Linked DNA regions of Hordeum vulgare: region 1 is linked to region 2. A link is a contact called in public HiChIP or PLAC-seq data. All regions are on one chromosome and are shown on one strand. The core of a region is the stretch at or near the end of the contact, and the rest is flanking DNA. Distances in the headings are between cores, read along the strand shown. Region 1 holds the start of LOC123445106. Region 2 holds the start of LOC123400672.

Evidence for each region. HiChIP or PLAC-seq counts read pairs in DNA pulled down with a chosen protein or histone mark.
Region 1: a contact with region 2 is called in an H3K4me3 HiChIP or PLAC-seq map of embryo, with 8 times the contacts expected there. The contact joins the promoter of LOC123445106 here to the promoter of LOC123400672 in region 2. A contact is called at or near these places in 3 of 6 Hi-C or Micro-C datasets (leaf and seedling) and 1 of 1 datasets of contacts at active chromatin or transcription factors (embryo).

Annotation. Positions count from the first base shown.
Region 1 is chr1H:458,792,504-458,799,050 of MorexV3_pseudomolecules_assembly, forward strand. LOC123445106 reads left to right here and starts at 4,674. Exons shown (of 7, transcript XM_045122043.1): 1 at 4,674-5,045; 2 at 5,267-5,394. The coding sequence starts at 4,748.
Region 2 is chr1H:458,583,345-458,589,432 of MorexV3_pseudomolecules_assembly, forward strand. It overlaps LOC123400672, which reads right to left and starts at 4,352. Exons shown (of 2, transcript XM_045094661.1): 1 at 3,969-4,352. The coding sequence starts at 4,275.

The DNA.
Region 1 (6,547 bases), core at 3,424-5,923, 210 kb after region 2:
CCCTGACTATCTTTGATCAACTGGCTAGCCAACTAGAGGCTTGCTAGGGACAGTGTTTTGTCTATGTATCCACACATGTATATAAGTCTTCATTCAATACAATTATAGCATGGATAATAAACGATTATCTTGATACAGGAATTATAATAATAACTATATTTATTATTGCCTCTAGGGCATAATTCCAACAACTCAGCCCTTGCGGGCTACGTCATATGATGGTTTATTTTCAAAGGAGAAGAATGTGGAAGTCCCGAGCCGTCGCAAGCAATCGACCCGACACTTGGGGGCTACACTATCGAGATCAAAATTTCTAAAGTCCTAGGTTGCTGCACGCAAGACAACCCGGCCCTTGGGGGCTACATCACTCAATTGTTTCACGGATCATGAGGTTCAAACTGAAGACCCGACCCATCACACAATGATGAGCCGGCCCTTGGGGCTACACCAGTTGAAGTTTTATAAAGAATAAGACAGTTACAAGTCCCAGGCTGCTGCAAGCAAGACAACCCGACACTTGGGGGCTACATGGTCAAAGATATTATTGCAAACCACCAAGTCATCACGAACTGATAAACTTGGAGCTTGGGGGCTACAGGTAATATGGATATATCAAAAAATTGAAGAGCACTTTCAAGATGTCAATTGCGAGACCGGCTCAACATATTTTTATCTAGTTGAAGCATTGAAAGACCGGCTCAACATCACACTGTTTTCTTTATTCCCAATAGTTTGACCAATTCAATTGGAGTTCAGTTGTTTGACCCGCCATTATCAATCCTAACCTGACAACTTCGACGATCGCAACTTGACAAGCTCTAAACATCTTCAACCCGGAAGTATTCAAAGCTGGCTCAACACCAGAAGGATACTTTAAGTATAATATTTTGTCAAGCCAAAGCATTGGAGGCCGACTCAATGGCATATGTATTTTATTGCAAAGGACACGTACCTGCAAGATGATTGTGAATACGGCTCGAAGAAACCTGTATTTTCAAGGAGCCACTTCATTAAATCAACTCGGCCAATGGAGCAAGATGGTCCCTTAACATATTTGTTCAGGGGTGGACCCAGGAAAATAATTGAGAGGGAGCAAATAAATGTTGCCATATTCATAAACCAATGAGGCAAAAACATTCATGTAATCTATAAAATGTAGAGATAATCTCTTTATTATCCACATGGTAACCAAGTTCAGTGAAAGATGAAAGGAAACTAACCATTTGAGATAAAACTGAATATATCCATATAAGGGCATCTTGTTATGATACTGCAAAAAGAGCACACTAACAAATTGTTCTTGCACTTTAATCTACAACCCGCAACAACAAAGAAAAACATGATCAAAATTTAGGGAAGTGCAAATGTTGAAGAAGGCAAGAGATTTAGGAAGAGCATTACCTTTCGTTTCATCCCACGACGTTCTTTCACCACATGAAAACATTTAACTATCACTTCATTTGGAATTTTGTTCAACAATTCTTTTTCTACAAAGCAAATAAGGCTATGGTTCATGAAATCATCACTGATTTTGTTACGTAGAGCATTCTTCACAATCTTCAAGCTGAGAAGCACCTCTCAACGGTTGAAGTGGCAATAGGCAAAGTCAGTGCTAGCTTTATAAGTCGGTACACTGCAGGATAAGAAAGATGTTTCTTTGTAGTCACCATCAGTTCAGCCAGATCAGCAATATTACCCAAGCTAGCAAACCTTGTATCATGGGTTACATTATCCAAATAGAGATCAAGTTCATTCTCAAGACCTCCCAAATCACTGAAGTCATCAGGATAAAACTGAGCCAGTTTCATCAACTTCTCAACATTATGGTGGCCAAACTGATCACTTGGACTCAAAGCTGACATACAACAAAGTAACTTGGAATTGATAACATTGAATTTGATATTTAACCCTTCTACCAACATATCTATGACAACAAAGAACAATCGATCTGATAATGATGCTCATTGTTAATGCCGGTCCTTTGCCTTGTCTTCTTTGGATTCACATAATCATTCTCCAAATCCATCACTAAGATGTCATTCTTTTTACAAAAAGAACGTACCTTGTCTAGAAGATCATTCCAACCATGCTCGGATCTAAGCCTTTGTAGCTCTCTCTTAGTAGATTCCACATCTGATATGGCATTTACAATATTCATATCCTTTCTCTGAAAGGTTTTAGATAGCCCATTTGTTAAAGAAAATATAATCATCATCATGTGTAGATAGAATATAGAATCAAATGATTGAAATTATTTAAGAATCCCACTGGCTTGACGTTGTCCCTGAATAAATAGCAACACAAGCAATATGCATTGTCCTCTGCCTCACTATACTCTAGCCAATTACCACCATACTCCTCATACCAATCAGGATTGAAATACCTATTGATCTTCCCAATCACCCTTGGCTTAAAACTTTTCGGACGAGGTCGATGGGCCCCCCACATCAAGTATTTCCTTCATATATCCTGATGCTGATTCTGATTGTAATCTATAATCCCTTCCTTTTAGATGGATTCCTAGGAAGCTTCTCCAAATCAACTAGTTCGGGCATCGAGGAAGTTGTTGATTTCTTGAAAAAACTCTCCATTAGTTGTCCTGTAACATTAAGTGCCAAAAATTCAAGTGTCAATAGGAAAAATCTTTGAACTGATCTAATCACACAAACTGTTAAATTATACATACATTAACAAGACTAAGATGGTTTTTAACATAGAAGCAAACACACAAAAAGTTTGCATAAAAAGGTTCTAGAGGTTTACCTTGGTGTCAACTGAAATTAGGAAATTGCAGGACTGAAGAGATGAGATCAAAGTCGTCAGCGCCGGCGCCGTGACGCCTAAGTGTCGGTGTGCCGTTGCAACCTCGCCGGCCAGGAATAGGAGCAGCAAGGGACGGATGATGGAGAGTGTCGACGATGCACGATTGCGGGCATCGCCGCAATGAGCCGGTGAATACGCGACGGTTTGAGATCGAGGCGACTGCTTCCGTGTATTTTCGTAGATAGTGTTGGACTGTACGTGCGGGGCTGCTACTAGGCAGGGTTCAGAGTTACGCTACAGGTTGTGGCCGGCTGTTTTTGTTACGATGGGCTTCTAAAAATATCCAACTAATTAGGCTTAGTGGGGGCAGGTCATCACGCTTAGTGGGGGCATTAATGGATCGTATGGTAGCACTATAAACCGATGCAAAAAATCAAGTGGGGAGCTGCCCCATAGCTTATAACGTAGGTCTGCCCTTGTATTTGTTATTCTTATTTCAAGAGCTTACTATGAATAAATTCAAGCTAACCTAGGGGCTAATGTCAGGGATATACCCCACGGTGTAACCCGACTTGAAGTATGACCCGACTGGGACTTGGAGACTCATTGGCGACTCATACAATGACCTCGCAGGCGACTCAGATAAAACGACAAAGGCCCAAAGCCCGACGTACACCCCGACATAAGGCGACTCATAGAGAGGCCAAGAGGACCGACTCACAAGAGAAGGTCCAAGAAGAGGAAAGACTCCCACGAGAAGAAAACAAGACCCGAATTAGGATTCAAGAGAGACTAGTCCTAGTTTTACTCCTAGTAGGACTCTACATGTAAAACCTACCCATTCCACCTATATAAGAAGGGGTAAGGTGCCCCAAGAGGGACAAGTTAGGTTGAGTCATGACAAGTTTAAGTCATTAGAGATAGACAAATTAGACACCCGAAAGATTAGAGGTAGAGATTCTGCACCCTTGTGATCGAGATCATCATCTTCATTAATGAAACACAAGTATGACGTAGGCTTTTACCTCCATCGAAGGGACCAAACCTCGGTAAAATCGCGTCTCTCGATTTCGACCAACCCCTCTCAAGCCGCCACACAAGTGCGGTGGTTCCACACCTAAGTTCTTGTATGAGGACATATGCCGTGACAAAACCGCGACACTTTTCGGTCGCCGTTTCGAATCGAAGCTTGTCCGTCGGTCCGGCCGACGTAATGCCTTCCATGGCAAGGTCGTGGATGGGCTAGGCTTCTTCCTAGCCAAGCCTCCCCCCCGCCGGAGGTAGAGGAGGTGCGCCATGTCATCCGCTCGACGGCCGCCCACCTCAGTCGTTCTTCCGGCCGTGCATCGCCGAGCTCCCGCCTTCTTCTGTGCCGAGCTGCAGCCATCTACTGCGCTAAGCCGGCGCCGGCGCCCGCACTCTCCGCCGCCGAACGGTTGCACAACCCACAACCCACCGATTTCGTCTAACCCGCAGCCGGCTGAACAGCAGTCGCGCGACTATCAACAACTTTTTACATCTTGAGTTTGCTGAAGTTGCATTTTTACATCTCCATTCTGTTGGAGTTGACATTTCTTTAAAGATGTAAAAAACATTTTTTTAAAGATGTAAATTTTTTTACACTTCCTATTTTACATCTTTCAATTTGCAAAATGAGACCCTTTAGGGCTTGTTCGGTTTAATCCTCCCCAATCCATTCCAATCCCCTTACGCTTTAGGCCTTGTTCGGTTGTTTGAGAATTGAAGGGGTTTGGAGGGGATTGAGAGGGATTAGATCCCCTATCAGTCAAATTCCACTTCAATCCCCTCCAATCCTTTCAGGGCTTGTTCGGTTTAATCCTCCCTAATCCATTTTAATCCCCTTCAAATCCGTTGCAAGGAACAAGGCCTTAAGGAATTGTCTTGACAATAACAACTCGCCTCAGCCCCCCCATCTTGCAAATTCGAGCCCAGAGCCCACTCGCAGCAGGGGATTGTTCCGTCCATGGCCATGAGGGTCGACTCGGCGATCCTCGCCGTCGTCATCGCCTTCCTTCTCCCCCTCCGCCTGCTCTCCCTCTTCACCCGCCAGAACTCCTCCGGCAGCGCAGGCGACCTCCGCCGATCCTGCGCCGCCCTCGCCATCGCGGCCGCGCTCCTCGCCACCTTCTTCGCCCTACCCCGCTACGACGGCGGTCGCACGGGACAGTGCGCCGCCTCCGTTGGTTCCGCTTGGGAGGAGGGTGTCGGCCGAGAGGTTCGGTTGGAGATCGAGCAGCTGCAGCTGCAGCTCAACCGATTGGGTACGTTAGAAATTAACCGATTGGGTTCTTTTTGTTAAGGTTATTAATAGAGTGGAAGTGAAATTGTTAAGATTAATACTACTACTATATTTCTGTAAAGTGAAAGTGAAATTGTTAAGGTTAATAATACATTACTAGGGTTTCTCGGTACACATGTACTCTTCTGCCTATGCCCAAGAGGATGATGGTTCCTCATGAAAATTCCTCAATTGTGCTCGCAGAATCGTTCTGGAAAAACAATGCAAAAGCACCGGATGACAAAGGTGATGCTTCAGAGGAATATGTCGAGGTTGTGAAAGCGATGGGACTGGACATTCAGGCTCTGATCAAGGAACAAGAAGACATCAAGGTATATGCGTCTGGTGATTGGGTTCTCGACAGAACAACGTATCAATTTCCAAACACCCAGTAGTTGGTCTTTAGTTTTTAGTCTTCAGAGTGCCATCTTCTTCAGTTGCACAAATTACTTCCATGCTTTGGTGACAGATAGCTTCTGCCATCCTTTAACTTTGTTTCAGACACATAAAAGCGTTTGGATGATTTGATTATCCATCGTATCAGGTGACAGCAAAGTAGAGCTTGTGCGTGTGTTAATTTAATGAATTTTTATAACATCAAGAAATTACGAAAAAACTGCCGCTTCAGCACACTGTTTTACTCACTGCAGCCAAATTAAGGGGAACACAATGCGATAGATAGTGATAGAGTACGCCATAAATGAAGTGGCGGATGTGAAATTTTAGTGTGCTGTTTGGGTTGACCTCCTCGCTGAAACCAGAGCCCATGCTGGTGAAAAGAATAGCTATGCCAGCTGATATAGTGGTGGTGAGACTTGCCATAAATAAAATATTATCTTGCATGGTAAATTCATGATTCCAACTGCAAATTCAACTAGCATGGAATCTGAGTCTGACATACACATGTTCGGGCCTCGGGCTATGTTGTTCGGGGGATTGTAAAGATTGTAACTAGAGCAGTGTTAGCGGAAGATTCCGTTTTCGAACTATTTTGGCACCATTTTTTTCAACCTGAAAACAATCTTTATATGTGCTACAGATGAATTTCTGTCCTCTTTTCGTTTTACTCTTACTGGACATTTACATCCCAGAGTCGAACTATATAAAGTGCACTCTGCCAATCAGTATTGTGCATGCATGCAGCCACCTGTCATTGGTCTCATATACTAGCACCTACAATGCTTAATTTAGGGACCATTGGGTAACAAGTAGCAGCAGAGCATTATCATGTCTAACTTGGTAGAGCAAAATAATAAGTCACCTGATTAGGATGATGGCACTTAGCCACAAAATTAAACATATATTAAAAATGATATCAGGGGTATAAAATCATTTTCCTACCCAGGTGTAACTATACACTGTAATAGAATGTATTTTCCCATATATCATATATTTATTTATGCAAATCATTACTGCATTGTTATTTGACAGGGAAATAAGTTGATTTAAACCTTGGCTTAAATCTTGAGCCTAGCAACATCGTGC
Region 2 (6,088 bases), core at 3,102-5,601:
TAATTTGTCATGAGTTTGAAAATGTTCACATATTTAAAAATGTTTACGATTTTAAAAAACGTGAATATAAAATATAATCAAAAAATATAAATATTATTAACTTGAGAATTTGTCATGAGTTTGAAACATGTTCACATATCTGCAAAAATATGGATTTGAGAATTTGCATGGATGCAAAAATATTCATGGTTTGCAAAACTCAAAATAGCAGGGAAAAATAAAAAATAAAAATAAAAATAAAAACCAAACAAGACCTGGTCTAGAAAAATACATAAACCCAACCTATAAAAACCAAAGCAATAATATTTTAGAAGATTCCCAAAACCAGTGAGGGAAAACAAAAAAACGGGGCCCTCCCACTAGAACTAATAAAAGCACGCTTGTCGGCAGCACATACGAAAATGCATCTAGCTCGTGTGCACAGGGGGGCATTATTACAAAAAAATAGACAAAACTCGCAGGCTTTACCAAACCGAGTTAACCTTTACACCAAAAAAAAACTAATTTACCGGGCAGGCCTAACCAAACATGGTGTCCATACCCAAGTGAAAACGCATGTCTAGCGAGTTTGTGAGCCTCGATATTCGAGCTCTCAAATTAATAAATAAAATTACAAGCAGTGTAAGCACGAGATCAGTCAATGATTTCCGTTGTAATAGTTGATGGTATATATCCAGAGTGGGCTGTCTTCATGAAGACCATACCACTTTCCCAATCACAGAAACATAAGTTATTTGCCAAGCACCAAGAAGGGCAAGGAAAGATGTGGAGCATGCTTTTGGGGTATTGCAGTCCCGCTTTACCATTCTTCGCCGGCCTGCACGGCTGTGGCAGAGAAAGAGTGTTGGAAGGATCATGTGAGCATGTGTGATTCTTCACAATATGATAGTCGAAGATGAAAGAGATCAGGTTAACGTTCATATTGACTTGAATGAGATTACGGAGGCTTCATTTGCTCTACCTCTTGAAGTGAATGTTGGTGGTAATCTTTGTTTTGTTGATGTACTGCGTAGAAAAGCTACCATCCGTGCTCCTTCACAACATAGCCAGCTTAAAAATGATTTGGTCGAGCATATTTGGAGTAGGTCTCGAAATAATCATCATAATTAGTCATGGTGGGATATTGATATTTGCATGTTACTGTTCTTTTTTTCTTCCTGTAACATTGAGGATCAACATTATATCTTACGTGTATTTTATTCCAGGACAATCCTATAATATGGTGTTTGTTGGAGTGCCGGGAGGTTGTAGTGACCATCGAGATCAAAATAAATGGGTGGTTTGCGAGAGATCTTACCCATGTTTGGTTTATGCTTTTTTATGAAGACTCGGGTAATGTTTAAGTGTCATGTCATGCTGCTATGTGCCATCAGTTTGGTGATTATTCTCGTCCAGGTCAAAATGAACGGCTTGTTGTTGGACGTGTTATTTTTTTATGTTTGGTTAATGCTTCCCTATACAGACTTAAGTATTGCTTAACTGTATTGTCATGGTCTTGTGCACATTTGTTTGATGCTGCTTATTAATTTGGTTGAATGTCATATTTGTATCCTGGTTGAGAAATGAGATGGCCACAAAGATGCATCTTACATTAAATCACAGTAGGTGATATGCACAGTATTTATTACAATCAGTTCTGTAGTCAACCTAAAAGCTAGCCTATTGTATGTGTGAAGGCTTTATGTGATGTGGCAATAGTTATAGCCAGCAGGCGGCTGTGCTATTAACCATGCTCTTAATACTATAGCCAACTGTTGGCTATAAGTCATCTTATAGCTAGCTTGTGCAATAGTTAGGAAAATTAAATGGAGTGAAGAAGGAGTGGAGCGTTCCGGCGCCCAGACTCATCTGCATCCGGTTAGAAAAAAATTAAAACGAATACTAAAAAAATTCAGAAAAATCTAAATTTGTTGAGGGTGATAGATAATTTGATGCATGAGGTCCGCGCTAATTTCTATATTATTTGAACATCTGAACAGTTTTCAGGAAAAAAAAAGAGACAAAATAAGGTTAAAACAGTACGTGAACAGTAAACTTTTTCGGGATTTCGAATTTGTCTTTTCTGCCGAGATCCGTTTAGATGTTCAAATGATTCAAAAACTAAAACAGACCTCACGAATCAAATTATCTACCATACAAAAAATAATTAGAATTCTTGAATTTTTAGTATTTGTTTTGATTTTTCTATTCTGTATGGGTGCAGATAAGCCCAACCTACAAAAACCAAAGCAATATTCTGCTTCCTCCGCTTCCTAAATATAAGACCTTTTAGAGATTTTAGAGATTACATTATAAACTACATACCGAGCAAAATGAGTGAATCTAGACTTTAAAATATGTCTATGTACATCTGTATGTAGTTTACAGTGCAATCTTTAAAAGGTCTTATATTTAGGAACGGAGGGAGTACAAGATTCATAAAACCAGTCAGGCGAATAAAAAAAACATGGCCCCACCCATTATTACAACTAACAAGAGTGGGATGTGGGCGGGACGTAAAAAAATGCCTAAAATTAACATCTTAAGCTCTGAATAGTGTATTTCGGCCTCGATGGCCCGGAAGTGCGCCTCGACGGCGGCTCTAAGAAGCTGCTGCATTTCCGCATCTGTCTGCGCAGCCTCCTCCAGGGCCTTATTCATGCATGGACAATAGCGTCGAGGGGACCTGTCAACTTTTTGACTTATAAATACAATATTTCATCTTTTTTAAAATACAGGTGGTAAAATAATTCAGTATCCCTAAAACCCGGTCTCTAAACCGACGTTCTAATCCTCAAGATTAAATGCACTACAATCCACATCCGAGCACTCTCGTGTTCTGTTTGATTGATGACAGCAATCTAAAGTTCAGAGCTGTTGTGGTGTCAGGTGTGTACACCTTGGAAAGCATGGTTGCGCTAGATTCGTGAATCGAGTAAACACAATACGAAAGTACTTGGTACTCCTTTTCTCCACCTATTAAATTTCAGTCATCCGGTTGCCCATACTTGATAGTTGTTTTTTTTAGAACTTTCTCCACCATTATAATTGTGCATAAGTTTAGCAAGAGTGCCAAATTTTGTTAGTATTTATTTAATTATTTTTCATAATTAGAAGACCTTTCTATTGTGCATTTCTGCACTTGTGGGTGTGTCTTGCCTTCAGTTTTTTATCGAGTCATCTCCTTGTATCAAAATATTTGGTTTCATATAGGTGTTCCTGAGATTATTCATGTGGGAGGGTGGCCAAACCTGTAGGTATCAAAGAAAGAATGTATTGAAATATTGTGATGTGTCTGTGGAATTTTGTCTATCGAAATGACAATGATTGTCTTCAGTTATCTACAACCGGCAGACTTCTTTTCTTTTTCTTCTTATATCTGGACGGCATATATCAAGCCCAGAAAACGGTAAGTCGCCAATTCATTGTGCATGTGAATTCAACTTGGTATACTTGCTGCATTGCTGTAGCATGTCCTCCAATGATGGATTACTTTTCCTTCATCCGAACCGTTCCTGAGAACTGAAGATAATCGACAATTAACTTGCTCGAATGCAATGCACCATTGCTATTCTCATTTTTCATCGCTTACTGGAGTTCACTTTTTTAGGACTCAAGGATTCACAGGTTATTGCTCACAACTGTTTTTAGATCTTCTAATTCAGACTTTTGCAGGCTCCTATGAAAGCACATCAAGCACAGAGGGAATAGCGAACTGAACAAGTCGAGGTTTGACCAATCTTTTCTAATCTGCAGGGAGCGACGAAGAACCAACAATCGTACATAACAGAGATGCAGCAGACCAACTAGCAAGACAAAATCACAAGCACTATATTTGGAGAGACAAGTTTGATTTCCAACGACAGAAGCGAATATCTTTGTTGCACGATTCAGTTCGAAGTACAGAGGAAACAGAGAACTACACAAGTCGCGGCCTCATCAAGCAATCGGAGTCTGCAGGAAGACTGATGACCACCAGCGGGCCTAGCCGCCGAATCCGTAGAGGGTGCGTCCCTGGCGCTTGAGCGCGTAGACGACGTCCATGGCGGTGACGGTCTTGCGGCGGGCGTGCTCGGTGTAGGTGACGGCGTCGCGGATGACGTTCTCGAGGAAGATCTTGAGCACGCCGCGGGTCTCCTCGTAGATGAGACCGGAGATGCGCTTCACGCCGCCCCTCCTCGCCAGGCGACGGATGGCAGGCTTGGTGATGCCCTGGATGTTGTCGCGCAGCACCTTCCGGTGGCGCTTGGCGCCGCCCTTGCCGAGCCCCTTGCCCCCCTTGCCGCGCCCGGACATGGCTGACGACTGATCCTCTTCGAGCTGCGAGCAGATGTGGAAGTGGGAGGGGCGGTGGGGATTGCCGATCGGTGTGCCTATTGTAGGAAGGGGAGACGGAGCTTTTAAGGTGGACGATAGGCGGGAGGAGGCCTGTGCCTGCCGTTCGATGCGTACGGAATGCACGGTTCAGATCGGGTTCCGGGGGAGACATGCCGCGGATTGATGACGTGGCGCGAAGCTCGGGGCGGTGGACTGGCGGGAGGTGTGGCGAGAGCTTGAATATTTTGGACTGCAAGCGCGGTGTTTGTGCGCTTCCTTGCCTGTGAATTCTTTCAATTTTGTGACACCGTTTCATGTTCGTGTCAGGGATGCACAATGCATAACGACCGTGCTTACGGAAATTAATTTATCTAGAATTATTATCTCACGGTTTTCATTAGCTTGGACAAAATAAAATTTAAAGAAAATGAAAAATGACGGCATTAAACTCATACGCCCTCTCGATCCAAATATTAAAGAAAATGAAAAATGACGGAGCGGCTATTACCGAGCTCCCCGGACAACTCCCAGTGCCCTCCCGATCCAAATTGCTTTCTCTCTTGCAACAACTCTCCGACCATTGAATTCAAGCACCATGAAGCCGTCACTCACTAGTGCTATTCCCTCGTGAGCTCGCTGTCCACGCCACGCCACGCTCCCGGATGGCTGCATCCATGTGCGACGCCACCACTTAATTTTTTCAGAGAAAGATATCATTCTAACATAGTACTCCCTCCGTTCATAAATATAAGTCTTTTTAAAGATTTAACTAATGGATTACATATGGATGTATATAGACATATTTTAGAGTATAGATTTATTCATTTTGCTCCATATGTAGACACCTAGTAAAAAATCTTAAAAGACTTATATTTAGATACAGAGGGAGTATATCATAATTATTTTAATACATATTGACACGCAAGATAACATATTATCCACTTCTACCACTTAAGCATAGGATGCACAACTATGAATTCTAATCATCATCATACACATGTTTACCCATGATACACTAAATCAAGATCGCTATGGTAAACATATTTACAAAAACAGGTAGATTTCATATCACAACGACCACTTCATCAAATCATCATCATTATTGTCTCTCGGTTACACGACCGGACGATGTGAAGAATATAAATAGTGTAAGTGTGTTGTGGACTAAGCTAAAATCTACACACTCTTTGTAAACATGAGAAGACAAGAAAATATTCGGTCTTTCATTAGATTGGCAATGAAGCTTATAAGAGCCATTTGGAATTATTTTTGGTGTCTTCTCCTTTTGAAACCCAAGACTCAAGAAAGTAGAAAAAAGTAAAAGAGCAAAAAGGAAAAGCGAAGAAGAAATGAAAGAGAAATAAGGAAATCATTTTGTTATTTTCAAAGATTTTTGTCAAGTAATAAGAGTTCAGAGAAATATTCTGAAATATTTTTGAAGTTTTTAGTTTTTGTGAACAAAATGAAAGAACGAAGAAGGACGGAAAATGAGAAAATATTTACATCGAAGAACTCACAACAAACACAAAAGAAGAAAGGAGAAGTCTTTCAGGTTTTCTTTTCAATTCTACAATCTAATCATACAAGAAGCGAAATAAAAAGTAAGCGGTTTTTTATATATATTTCAAAGATTTTCCTCGAACACGTGGGAGAAAAATAATAGAAGCAAAAATGATATACGATGAAGACGATGAACAATGACAAGTGTACTGAATGTGTCAACATGAATTCAAATGTGAGTAAGAATACATACTCCCACAAAATTAGGTTTTTGTCCTAACTTGGTAATCAC